2 separate regions of the Hordeum vulgare genome follow, and region 2 is linked to region 1. Evidence: chromatin contacts called from public Hi-C data. All regions are on one chromosome and are shown on one strand. Each heading gives the region's core, a stretch centred on a gene start, on an enhancer-like site or on the middle of the called end of the contact. The rest is flanking DNA. Distances are from core to core; before and after follow the strand shown. Region 1 has its middle 6.1 kb from the start of LOC123412903. Region 2 holds the start of LOC123411667 (protein G1-like2).

Evidence for each region. Hi-C and Micro-C count contacts between places; a contact is called where the count stands out from the background.
Region 2: a contact with region 1 is called in a Hi-C map of leaf, with 4 times the contacts expected there. The contact joins the promoter of LOC123411667 here to the enhancer-like site in region 1. A contact is called at or near these places in 2 of 6 Hi-C or Micro-C datasets (leaf and seedling) and 1 of 1 datasets of contacts at active chromatin or transcription factors (embryo).

What each region holds. Positions count from the first base shown.
Region 1 is chr7H:594,217,665-594,224,965 of MorexV3_pseudomolecules_assembly, reverse strand. It overlaps the pseudogene LOC123409416. Among protein-coding and RNA genes, the nearest start is that of LOC123412903, 6.1 kb to the left of the region's middle. Within about 2 kb of position 4,610, at least 3 of the 3 cell types and tissues checked have open chromatin away from gene starts, as enhancers often do. A contact at or near this core is called in leaf and seedling, where this site is marked.
Region 2 is chr7H:594,623,442-594,630,176 of MorexV3_pseudomolecules_assembly, reverse strand. It overlaps LOC123411667 (protein G1-like2), which reads right to left and starts at 4,448. Exons shown (of 2, transcript XM_045104632.1): 1 at 4,179-4,448; 2 at 2,512-3,682. The coding sequence starts at 3,650. The coding sequence ends at 2,841.

The sequences.
Region 1 (7,301 bases), core at 3,361-5,860:
GTGCACCAAGAGCATTCCCTGTGACAAGAGCTGAAGGTAGCACAAGCAATGCTCACACCTCTCAAGTTACTTATCATGTAGCTCCAACTGTCAGTGCACCAAGAGCATTCCCTGCGACAAGAGCTGAAGGTAGCATAAGCAATGCTCATACTTCTCAAGTTACTCACCCTGTAGAGCCAACTATTGGTGTACCAAGAGCATACGGTGCGACAAGGGATGCTGGTAGTAGAAGCAATGTTCACACTTCTCAAGTTACTTATCCTGTAGTGCAAACTGGCGGTGTACCAAGGCCACACCCTGCGGCAAGAACTGGAAGAGGTTCAAACAACGCTCACACTTATCAAGCTACTTATCCTGTGGCTCCAACAGTCAGTGCACCAAGGCCAGGAAGAGGTTCAAACAACTCTCAGAAAGCACAAATTACTCACCCAGTAGAACCAACTGTAAGTGCACCAAAAGTTTACACTACGGCAATGGCTAAAAGAGGCAATGCTCACACAGCTCAAATTACTTACCCGACCAATACCAGCAACTACCTGCCGGAGCCAGAGCCGGACCAGTATGAAGATTATGGGGAGGACACACCAACAGAATATGCATCAAAGGGGTCCACAGTGTATGTGGGAAACCTACCCTACCACATTGACGACGAGTCCCTCACACTAAGCTTCGACCATGCCGGAGTAGTGGTGTTCTCGGAGGTTAGCCTTTTCAGCTCTTCATCATCCTTGTTCTTTCTATGATATATGACAAATATGGCCCAAATCCAACATCGGCAAGAATGGACTGTTTGTTTGGCAATCTGTTTCATCAGTACTGTTTTTTTTAGAATGTCATCAGTACTGCTGAGATGCAGCTAGCAGGATGTATATATGTATATATATATTTTCTCTCCCTGTTCTAAAATGCAGATTGTGCAGGTCATTTACGATGACAAAACGGGCCAGAGCCGTGGATTTGGGTATGTTACCATGATTACTGTTGAGGAGGCTGAGAAGGCTGTTAGAACATACCATGTATATGTGAGTACTTTCTGTAGCTTCATGGGGGCTTGTATATACTTTAATACGAGCCAAGTTAATCGGTCCCTTCATTCTGTCAAGTGTTAACCCTGTTCAATAGCTTATTCATTCATGGGTGGTATGAAGTATGTGCACCTGAATGTTCTTTAATCTGTTTCATTTTTGGTTGCTTTTGGAAATGTTTGTTTCATATGCTAAAGGCAGGCTGTGGAAACCTTATGCTTTAGGCTTCGCTGATTAACTTTTCATGTGGACATTAAAGGTGATATATGGCAGTGTCAGACCTTTGACAGTATATATCACAACTCCCCGTCAATCTGGGTGTCCATTCGAAATCTTCGTGTGCTATCTGCCGTGGCAAGTGGACGACTCGTGGTTGGAGAAGTTGTTCAGCACGCACGGCAAAGTGGTTGATGCTAGAGTAGTATACTATGAGTGCAGAGGAGGGGCCAGGCATTCAAGGGGATTTTGTTTGTCACAATGGCGACAAAGGAGCAATCCTACTGCGCGATAAATTCTCTCAACAAGTAGGTCAGTGTAACAACTGGTTGGTTTCAGTGTCAGCTAAAAAAATCTGATTTTCACTTTGAATCTCTGCAGACTGTGGAGGGACGTACCCTTCGAGTGAAGGTTTCAAGGGAGAAGCCACAACAAGGCTACTGAAGATATATGTAGCACGCCTGATACTGCTCAAGGCCTCCTCTGAAATGCATGAATTGAAAACCAGAGTTTAGGGAAAATGCAGGAACTATAGTGCCATGCCTTGTGCAATGATACAGGAAAGTGAAGTACGTACATGAATTTTCAATATTGTTCATCTAGGAAGTTCTATAAGAACTCCGCAGGTGTTAGGATAGAGAAGTTCCCAAGAGACCAGAGAAAACTTCCATGAGATTGAGACCTCATGTTTCTTCTCCGAAACTCATTTTAATTAGACCATTTCATTTCATAGGAAAATGTCATATCAATACTGAAGTGTGATTTCTTCATTTGAAAGTTGAATGGCATTGCAAAGGTAAAAAGAAATTCATAGGTTTCAAATTGTTCAGCTTTTTCTCCACTTTTCCCTCGTATTAAAACTATTTTCATATCTGGTTACTTCACAGACCTCAATTTGTGAAACAACTCAATTGTTTTGTGTTGATGATGGCGCCAAAAGAAAAACTGAAAGAAATGCCACAATTGTAACTTTAAAAAGGCTTGTTTGGTCATAGTTCGTTGGCAAAGGTAAGATTGTGAAAATATTGTTTTTTTTTAGAAACCTTGCAGCGACTGGGTGGCCACTCGTTAATTTTATAACATACACAAAGTTTGTCGTCTTTACAAGGAATCAGCCAAAAGACATTTAAGTCTCAAGAAAAACATAGCATGCAAATTTAAATGGTGAAGTTTTAATGCGCACTTGGTTTACTTATTGCAAAGAGACTAGGCTGAAGTATGTTGACATTTTAAAATTATCATATAGACTGACTTTTTTTTTTACTTTATGTATTATAATATTGTACATCGCATTTTGGTTCACTCGCATGTTTGATTGGGAAGGCCTTGAACTGCTATGATTTAATTTTTGGAGCATGTTTTTTGTATTGATATGAAATATTCCAATTATAAGAATTGAATTGTTTTATCTAATAATTATCTTATATGCTCATCTATTCCAATGCAGAAACTGCAGCTAATTATGAACCTATACTCATTAACGGATTTCCTAAGTTATGTTTGCGCATTTGGCAATATGAAAAAGTCTGGCCACAATGACGACACATAGTGTGGGAGAGGAAGAGAAGCTTGTATCTTCCCCTTTATTATTTTTATGTAATCATCATCACGGTTGTCACCCACACCCACCCAAAAAAGATTAATATATGGCAGGGTTCATCCGGCATGCATGTCATGCGCAGGTTAGTTGCATGGTCCGCAAAACTTCGCTGAAAGGCTGAAACGACCATGACCTACTCGCCGATAGCACCGAAGCAAGCCATAGGATCGTTTGCCACAACAGCAGGGTGGCCAAACCCGCCGCATTTGGAAGCAACCAACAACCATCCTTATTAATATTGACGCTCTTGTGGCTCAACGAACCAGCCTGAAAGAGTCGGGTGATGATGATTCTTCAAGAGGAAAATGGACAAACACAAGAGAGTGATGTTTATTACAAAACATTCACTATTGTCGTGTCTGGCATGTGTTTTTACTATATTTAAATACACTTTGATCTAATTTATTTATTTCAATATATTTTGTCTTCTATGAACGCATCAGCAACTTCTATATTTAGTGAAAGCCTCACCGGAAAAATCATCGGGTTCGGGGTACCATGTGGAGCTATGTTTGATCAACGTGTGTGTCTAATTTTATTGTTCCGTGGCAACGCACGGATATTAACAACCATCCTTATTAATATTGACTGCAATCTTGCAAAACTACTATCGCGCACTGTTTATATAGCCTTTAATGTTTCTCCTTCTTTATGCATTAGTTCGTTATTTACAACGTGGCTCAATAGAGTGGACGTTGAAATATCGAAAATTATCAGAATTGGGGTATGTGCTTTATTTTGGGCTATATGAAATACCAGGAATGATACCATCTTTAATGGCAAGAACTTCATCAACTTTTTGCAGATTATCTTCAGAGCGACGTCTTGGATCCGTACGTGGTCGTTACTCAGTCATGCGGACTCCATGGAGCTTATGGATATTGGATGGAACCGATGAGAGATGGTCGCACGGACTATCTTCAGTCGATTTGAATGGGGATGCTAATAATAAATTAGATGTATAGACATCGTAGTCTGTTTTTAGTGACGCTGGATATGACAGTTTGCTTTTTATTATATCTTTGTTTTCATTATTTTGCTTCAAAGACTTGTGGAGCTAAGACATTATTTTCAAACTATTTTAATAAAATGGCTGCATGCATCGATCGGTTGATGCAGAGGCCGAGGGCTAAGTTCCTTCTTTTCAAAAAAAAAAACAAGGACACACCCTAAGCAGAAAAGTATACTTGCACTGTGTGTGCGTAGCATATGTATGAAATTCCAAAAATGCTGGACCTACTAAAGCCTACATAAGTTTACTAAACTTTTCAAGTAATCTAAACATGCCCCCCTTGATTTTCAGGGGTGGCTGGGCCTCATCCTCCTCTTAATCCAATCAGTTATTGCCAAGTTAGACTATGACGTAAATGTATTTACGTAGATGTCGCATTGTTCATGAAATTCTGAAGGAGTATGTTGTCTCTCTTGTTCATCGCCAGCTTGATTGTTTCCATAGGGTGAGGGTCCCTCTCCTTCATCCGTGATCGCGCAGCCGGCAATCCATCACTCCATCAGGCGGGCCTCATCGATCGTAGCATGTCTGCCTCAGTATGTATCTGCAGATAGATCTAGCATGTTCTCCGGTCCAGCCCTCCGTTTCTGACTTTGTGAGAACGCCAGGTAGAAAAATGTTCCGGTCGCCCCTAGTCCCCAACGGTAGCGACAGCTCCAAGTTGCCCCTAGCTGGTGCGGTGGGGGAGACGATTGATCGAGCTAGACAACGACCTGGTTAGGCGCGCGCGAGTTGACAGCACGGAACTAAGCCGTGTCACGCGGATCAGGCCGGATCGGTTCCCCTTCCCCTACAGAGTTCTGACCATCCGAGCGACACCCCGAAAGCAACACCGCTCCCTGACGGATCGATCAACCAAGGGACTGCAGCACCACCGTCCGGCGGTTCCGCCCCAATGATTAACGAGTTCTCATGAATAATTTGAGCGTCAAGTGAGATCCCTCCTAGTACGAGCAACGCCTGGTTCGCCAAACTGGATCCGGCAGCAACCGGTCTGAACAAATCAGCTCGGCCTAGGACTAGAATAAGCGCCTAGCCGTCTCATCCTACGGGCTAACTTTGAGGTGCAGATTTGATCCAAAGAAACAAATTAGTGAGCGTACGGGGCTGTTCCATGCATGTCTGGCTGCCGGTGCCAGCCCGCGTGTGGCTTGAGATTGTGCTCGTCTTTTCAGCACCCCAAAGGCCACCCACCAAAGTGCATGCGTGCCGAGCAAAGCCTAGCTAGCAATTGGTACTCCTGCTACTGCCGGCGTGTGAGTGTGGTAGTACAAGGTACATTTCTCCAAAGTAAAATCGCGAGAGGCGACAGGAGCCAGCCCGAGATCTCCTGCGTACGTACGTCCGCGTCTGCGTATGCATGCCTCCCGTGGTGGGAGTGGGGAGGCGTCTTGTCTTTAATCATGGGCGCAGGGCAGGCTCGAGTTCACCGCCGAGTAAACAATTCGGAGGATGAATGGATGCGCGGAGGCCACATCGCCGGCGTGCTTAAACAAATGCGGCGGACGGGACGTGACGGCCGCCCGAGGCGGCGGTTTGGTGGGGAAATCTTGCGAGAATCCCCGGTCCATGATTTGGCGCTCTCTCTCTCTCTCCGATGGCTCGTGATTTGGCTGGGTGTATGTGGTGACGGGCGAGATCGGGGAGGTTTTCCTGTTTCCTCGTCCTCATGCAGAGCCTGGTAACGGTCGATGGAACGAAGGTTGGTTTTGAGACTATATTGTTTAAGCACACGGATCAAGTAACGCGGTGTGTTCACGGATGACATTTTGTAGAATGTGATAATGCTGTAGCATCTTGTATTCCTTTGTCCTGTTTGCGGTTATTGCGCTTAGATTAGAGCATCTACAAACAGACTACAAATTCGACATATCAAACGTCCGTGGACAGTGACTAATCAACCCTTAAATAATGCATTCTACAATCAAAAAATTTAAATTAAAAACTTTAAATCCATTTTCTTGCCTGCAACGTAATTCTAATAGTAAATTGAGCTCGTCCGGCTTCGTCGTGCTCATATCCGATGGGCGGCTGCGCCAGTCGTAGTGTTTGCCGGTTCGTCTAGGAGGTAGAGTAGGACATGCGATACTAGCCGGCTCACAGGAGTCGAGCTCCCGATGTCTCCCATGCATGCCCTATTTTTCCTCGTCCCAGCTCACAAACCGAACGATTCCCGTGGACGTGAGATCAATGATGGATTCCTCCTGGGAGGAGCCGACACACCAACGAAGGAGTTGCGCGTCCTCTAGCTTGACACACCAACGAAGGAGTTGCGCGTCCACCATCACTTCTGACGCCACACGGACCGCACTGCCTCCGGTGAAGCAGCTATATGGTACCCATGTCGACGAATCAATGCACCGGTTGGGAGGACGCAATTGATTCCTGACAAAATGAGTCCACGCGCTGTCTTCGGGCGGCCTCCTCCCAAGTGGCGAAGCCAGGAGGGAAATGGAGGGTGTGCACATCTCAGAAAAAAAACTCAACCAGATTTTTTAGGCTAAATAAGTACATATTAAAATAAAATTCTTCAAATTCTGGATGGGCCATGGCCCACCGTGACTACACGCTGGCTCCGCCACTGCTCCTCCCGGTAGCGGTGCAGCGCAAGCCGTACGAACATCTCCTTCTCAGGACTGAGTGGGATGAGCTCATAATCGACGGATCGGGATGTGTAGGACTCACATCCGCTACCCGCCATGCTGGAGATCGCCAGGCGGGAGCTTGGATGGCAGAATGGAGCGGAGGAGAGTGGAGTGGAGTGGAGTGGTTAGGATTTCGTCTGAGAAACGGATCATAACGAATATATGTAGGGGTTAGGTGGTCCAGTGTGGCCCGGATCTGACGTGGCGGAAGCGCCCGATCACGCTTGGGACTTCTAATATCTGCATTGGGATGGATATTAAGGGTGTCCGTCAGTCCTTACGTTTGAGGCCGATTTGTGGCTTTCGTGTGAATTGTGTTTTTGATTGGTCACTGACCAGGTCGTTCGTCCATGCATTTGGGGCGGATTCGGGGTTTCTCGTTGTAAATGCTCTTAGATCCCATATTTTATAAATTTTACAGGATCTCAAAAGGCAAATAAGTGCATTCCTCAATTTTAGTGCTTGTTTATAATTGTAAAACAGTGGTTGTGCAAAAAAAAAATGCAACATTTTTACCCCGAACATGTGATGTGGTGGTTTATTCCTTTATCCATTTTTACAAGTCCATGTGGCAGGTGTCGGATGCCAACACGCAAGTGGAACTGATCAAAGGCTTCCCTTGGCCATCTAACCGCACACAAACCATCGGATAAGCTGCACCGCCCATACGATTTGGTCATGCCAAACTTGCTGACTAGAGGGAAATATCTAGCGCACCTAGCCATTTTGTGCTACCTGTCTAACAAAATCCATTTTAGGAATGTCAAAAATTCTAAATAAAAATATGTTGTACTAGCAACAAG
Region 2 (6,735 bases), core at 3,199-5,698, 410 kb before region 1:
CATTTGAGGAGATACGGAAAGAACTTATCAGGTTGAATGAAAGATGGAAGAATAAAGGCCAACACATACACGATGGAGTAAAACATCCATTTTTATGGATGGACGACAGCGAGGACGAAGACGATATCTTCATGCCGAGTACCAAGGACAAGAGTACCTCATCATCGAAGGGAAAGATCTCTGCGTCGACGAAGGACAAGAGCTTTGCGTCATCGAAGGGCAAGAGCTCCGCATCGACGGAGGATGACGATGATGCCTTCATTTAGTTCAGTCGTGCCTTTTAATTCAGATGTATACCGTAGTATGTGTTTGTAATCTCAAGTTGTTGGTAGTATAAGTGTTATCCCCGCTGAACCAACTAAGCATAGAAATAGAACATATGTCTCATACATAATTAGAGAGCCATGTCTCTAATGATAGATAGAAGCCTTACTAACGATGTCTGCCTTGGCGCTCTGGCAGTGGGGGAGGCGTATTCCATCCAAATCTAGGGGGGGGGGGGGCTAATGTTACGAAGAGGAATCTCGGACCCGCCCTGGTCATTCTGTGTATCCTGTGTGGGCCATGGTGGAGGAGTCGAAAACATGTCCAACCACATGTTTTGCTGTGATAGTGGTTCTTCTTATTCCCCAGCGCACCCGGATCTGGATGCCGACGCCTCTTGATATGCATAGGAGCCTGCGGGAGGGACCATACCAATTTGATGTGCCTAAAACATGAAACACATCTTGGGACTGTGATGTTGTAATGTCGGCTGAAACACGAAGCTCGACGAGGGAGCATGGTGTTGTGGGTGATGCCACGCCGAACTACCTGCCTGGGCAGGAGGCAGTGGATGGGGCGTCGGTTGCTGTTCTAGACGTGGACTACCCCATCGCGGGTGAGACGAATGGCTTGGCTACCCTAACCCTATACGATACAACTACGATGAAAAATGTGGGAAAAAATGACTAGGATTAGTTTAGAGATGAGAGAGTTTTTGGGTTGGGAGAGAAGGAAAGAGGAGAAGGAGAGAAAGAAAGAGACAAGGAGGAGGAAGAAGGGGAGGGGGAGCGGGCTGGCTCAAATCGGCCACCTATCGGCCTCGTCATGGCCCAAAGGCCTACCGGCCATGCCAGGGCCGACTGGCTCCCCTCCAGGCCGAGTGGGCGCGAGCGACGTGGCCCGACCAATAGTCGGCTACCACATGGCCGACTGGGGGCTAATCGGCCACACCAAGGCCGACAGGTGATACTCGGCTACGGGTCGGCCTCGGTCCGGCCGAGACCGTTATATTTTTCGTTTTTCTTAAAAAAATGCTATATTTTTCAAATTCAACAAAAAACCCAATATTTTAAAAAAGTTAGCTAGTTGTCGCTACTCTATGCATTTCAATGTATATATTTTTTTTCATATTTTTGTTGTTCGTTGTGCAGTCAGAAGATGAACAGATCAAAAGTTTTTCGAAAAAACATGTAGGGACGGTAGTTTCTTCTGAAGTCGTGTACAGTAATGATGCTAGATTTAGGAGGTTCGTAAGATTTTCGAAAGGTGTAAGGAAAAGAATGAAACGAGATGATATTGTTATTTGTTATTATCGTACGGATAATTTGTTAGTTATTACAGAGCATATACAGACGATAATGTTCCTTAGGTAAGTTGTCTATATCTTACTCACAAGTTGTGAGGTCTATTTTAACTTTTGACAAGACATATCGTCCTATGGTCATCTACAGCGTCGAAAACTCTAAAGTAAACTTTATACCGCTCCAAATGCTTCACCCTTGCACCATCTCTTTGGCCAGCACATAAGATTTTTGTCTGTGTGGCCTAAAAATTTAATGGCGAGCGATGATCTCTTATAGAAATGTCTCTTATCTTAGTACTTAGATACGGTCTCCATCCGCAAAATGATTGATATATTAGTAACTCTCACATTACCATCCAATTAGACGACTCAGATAATCTTAATAAAAGTAGGGTCTACAATAAAATACCAGATCTATGTCAGATACAATGCATGCAGATGTTGTGTCCAAACATCTAACATGCATTAGGATATGATGTTAAGAGAAGATGCATTGGAAATGGTCTAAGGCCCCACTTGTAGTGAAGAAACGTGCAAAGACTTCAATGCTAGCTGTGTGGATTTTCTATGCAAATTCTTGCAAGATTTATCATATAAATTTAATATCCTTTCGATGCCCCACGTGCAAACAAATTGGAAGCACACGACCAAGATCATATCATATGAATCAAGAATTTTCTTGCCCGGGAATCGAGAAATATATACTGAAAGAATGAAAGATGAAACCTACGATGCAAGATGTAAATTCTCGAAGGTGAAACATCACCAAGATTAAGCATGTATTACACATGAAACAGTGCAATGGCAATGCTAGTCACACGAACAAATTAAAATACTAGGAGCACATCAGTAAGATCTGTCCGACGACAGGAAAAATGCAACAAATACATCAAACCATGCATCAATCGGTCAGCAGTGCACACATTCTAGCAGTGGAAATCCCCTTGCAATTTCAATCGAGCCTTGGATTAATTATTTCTGCATACACAAATCAACCAAGCGTGCACGAACGCTGCTAGAAAGTAGAAACCCTACAGTAGCAAGGAGGAGGAGCACCACTAGCTCCGAGCAAGAAATGTAGCCAAAAGGGTGAATAGTGTTGGGTAAGGACAACAACAGTGCGTCCGCGCGGTGATCGATCGATCGATGGGGTTCATCCGGCGATCGATCGAGATTACGGCTAGATATATAGACCTCCGAATTAACTTACTTAAGACCTACCTTGCGATTGCATTTGCTAGGATCGCAACCATGGATGCGGCCGGGGAGCTCGCTAGTTGAACACGGAGAGCGGCAGCATGCACCCCGCCGCGTGCGCCTCCGCTGCCGCTGCCATCGCCATGGCCATCTCATCGCCGCCGTTCCCGCCGCTGTGGCCATTGCTGTGGCCGTTGCTGTTTCCGCTGGAGCTGCTCGGGACGGCGGCGTCCGCCTCATGGCTGCCTGGCATCAGGAAATGCCCGTGCATGAAGTGCTGCGGGTGTGGGATGAAGTAGTGCCCCTGCGCCGGCACGGCCCGCGAGACGAGGACCTCCGGGGCTCGCTCCGGGGGCGGCGCGGCTACTTGCGTGGAGGTAGGCGGGGGTGGGGACGGCGCGGGCTTGGCCGCCTTCTGGGACGACGACGGTGGCGGGCGCTTCCGGCGCTTCTTCTCGTAGGCGATGCCGCGCGCCTTGGCCTGGGAGTCGCGCACCTCGCGGAGGTAGAGGCGGACGGCGCGCGCGCCGAACGGGTTGGCCTCGGGCCGCCCGCCGTGCTCCTCGAAGGCGGCGCGCAGGCGGCCGACGAGCGCGTCCAGGCTGCCCCAGGCCTGGCGGAGCGGGCACGGGCACGGCGCCGGCGGGGAAGGGTGGCCGAAGAAGGGGCAGCCCGGGGCGTGGACCTTGGTCTTGCCGAACTGGTCGAGGTAGCGGAGGAACTCCAGCACGTGGGCGCCGCTGCACCGCGAGAGCTCCAGCGGCGGGCGGTGGTTGCGCAGGTACTGCCCGAACGTGTGCCAGTCCCGGCGCTTCTGCGACTCGTACCTGCTCGGCCGCACCGCCGCCTCAGCCGCCCCCGGGCTGTCCACCAGCGCTCCCTGCATGTCCGTCCTGTCCTCCTGCTTTGACCTCAGATCTGCATGCGAGACGACCGCCCGTCAGTACACACGGAGCCGCCTGAAACCAAAAGAATCTGGATTTTCACACTGCAGCCAGCCAGTGAGCTAGCTGCTCATCAGCTCGCGGCATGGTTCTTCAGCTCAGCTCACGGGCAACTAAAAAATCAAGCTAAGCACCGGCGAGAGTCTGTAGGTGTACACGATATCCTTCTCGAGGGCACAAGAAATTTTGACTCTAGGGTTTCCTAAAGGGAGAATCGAAGGATCAGCAGAAGCTGGTCCTGAGCTATCTTGAAGTACGGTGCAGGCCCGGACCAGAGCGTGGCATCCAAGTCGGCCTGAATCTCACCTCGGCCGCTGCGGCAGAGCAGCATCAGCCAAGAAACTGACACACACGCGCGCGCGCACGCGCTGGCCCGCGGTCATCTCAGCCGCACAACCAGCAGTTAGCCGCTGGCCGCCGGAGGGCCCGCCCGGAGCTACAGTAGGACGAAGATCGACCACAAATCTTACCTGGCAAGCACGCGATCGACGACGCCGGCCTGCCGTGGAGGGAGAGAGAGATCGATGCCGAGCCGAGGGAGCGAGCAGCGGGTGCGTGGGTGACTGGGTGTGGTGGCGAGAGAGAAAGAGGGGGAGGAGAGACGGTAGGGTGGGCGGGGAGGTGTGTATATAGGCGGGCAGATAGCCGCGGCACGGGCGGAGAGGGGAGGGGGGCCGTGGGAAAGCTGCTGTGTGGGTGAGGGGACGGAATTGAGCTGGGGGAGCGGAGCTAGCAAACTTTTTTGTTGATGATGCGGGCGGGTCAGTGAGTGAGGAGACGGAGACCGACCTGACCGGTGGCGGTGAGTGACCCCAATCATTTAAGCCCTCGGCAGGTGCAACAGTGTTGCTGATGCATCTACGTACTGTACGTACGCACCAACCAGGCCGCCCGTGTTTGTATTTCTGCATGCGATTTATGAATGTATGTACGCCCATTCTCCAAAGGTTTCTTTTGTGGGCATGTGAACTAAACGTTGAAACCATCTTTTGTAATCCGGAGTATGTACTTACGAGAGTCGTCCCGTTGGCGAATTTATCTCAACATGCAAATGCAAGCGTGTCACCAAACCATATACAATTGTAAAATAGGATAAAGTCGACGTCAATATCCAATTATGTATGAAGAAGACCCACCACAACATCCAATCTCGGGTTTTTTTTTTGTGTTTGTTGGAAATTCTTTGCTGTAAGTAATTTTCCTCTTTTTTTTTCTTTTCTTTCATGAGAAAAAGAACTAAAATATTTCAGTGTGTTTTATGAATTTTCTTTCTCTTCTTGAGTCGTCGTAAGGAGATGACCTCGTATACATCATCGAGTGGCTCTTATGTCCTTTACTGTTGAACTAATAAAAGGCCAAATATTCGCTTGTCTTCTGCTTTTATAAAGTACGTGTAAATTTCAGCTTAGTTCACTACACACTTACATTGTCATAATTTTCTCACCATTCAGTCGTGAAGGTGAAAAACAATAACGACGATAATTTAATAAAGTGATCGTGGTGAAGAAAATCTAGTATGAACTCTACTTGCTTCTATTTTATAAATATGCTTAAATCAGTAATCTTAATTCAGCCTATTATGAGTAAACATGTGTATGGTGATAATTAAAAATTACAATTGCTCATGTCTTGCTTAAATAGTTAGGAGTGGATAATATGTTTCTTGGGTGTTAACATGCATTAAAATGATGATGATGTGGTACGTTACTATGTTAGGATGGTATCCTTATGAGAAATTCGGGTGGCTTGACTTGGCACAGGTTCACGTATTTAATTATTTCAAATTCAATATTGCCTCTATGTTATTTTTGTTCAGAGTGTTTATATCCCCCTCATGCTCATGTTCACTGTTAATTATTGAAAATGCATGATTATGACCATTATCGCTCTCTAGTTGGTCGCTTCTCAATCTATTTGTTAGCCTTTACTTGTACTAAGCGGGCATACCTCTTGTGCATCCAAACTCCTAAATTTTTTATGCCATAAGAGTCCATCATAATAACCTATATGAGGTATTACCCTGTCGTTCCAAGAAAATTTGCATGCACAATCTTTAAACCTTCAAATAAATACATGTTTTGTGTACCCAAATGCTCATGGAGCGGTTGGGTGCTTAATGTCTTCCATGCTAAGTGTGTTTAACTCACAACGAGAGTTTATTAGCTCGTCAACTTTGAGGGAGGCTAACAACAAGGACGCCCAGTCCCGCTTAATTCATAAAAATAGGAATAAAAACTCCCTTGAAATGTTGATTGTTTGGAGGACACCTCTAGATTCGGCTAGCCATGTAAGTGTTTGTATGGTGGAGGGGGGGGGGTAAAAATTCCTTTCTATTTGGCAACCAACATTAATGTGTTTAGCATGGAAGATATCAGAAGCTCAACTGTAAACCATGTTTTAAAAAGTATACCTCTCAAAACTAAAATTTTCTTTATTTTAGAATGAATGAGCTCTGGCACCGTAGAAAACTGCTTGACTCTGGGAAGAGCCTATCTATTTACTTTTATTGTTGAATCGTTACCTTCTTATTCAAGCAAGAGACCTGAAAGCGCTATTGTCATTCTTAGTGTACCATGCATCTCGTTTAATTAACGGTAGGTGCGAGCGTAAATGGATATCTTCTATCGTGAATTACAATGCTTAGTCGTTGCTTGAATATTAGAGGTGATTTATATTTATGTTTTGTGGTCTCGAAAAGGATTAGCGGGATACCACTATATCATATTGTATCATGATTGCTTTATTGTGTCATGATTGTTTAGATAAAGTGTTGATTTTTGAGATATAATGTTATCTCTCGCTAGATGATTATGCCATTTACAAGAATAAACATGTATTCTAAATGTTATAATACATGTGGTTAGTACATATTCTTTGCTCGAAACTTGATTGCTTGCTAAATTTATATACGACAACAAAAGCAAATGAGTTTGTACAAGTTTTCCGTGTCACTTTCAGTTTATCAACTGAATTGCTTGAGGACAAGGAGTGAGTTGAGCTTGGGGAGTTGATACGTTCTAATGTATC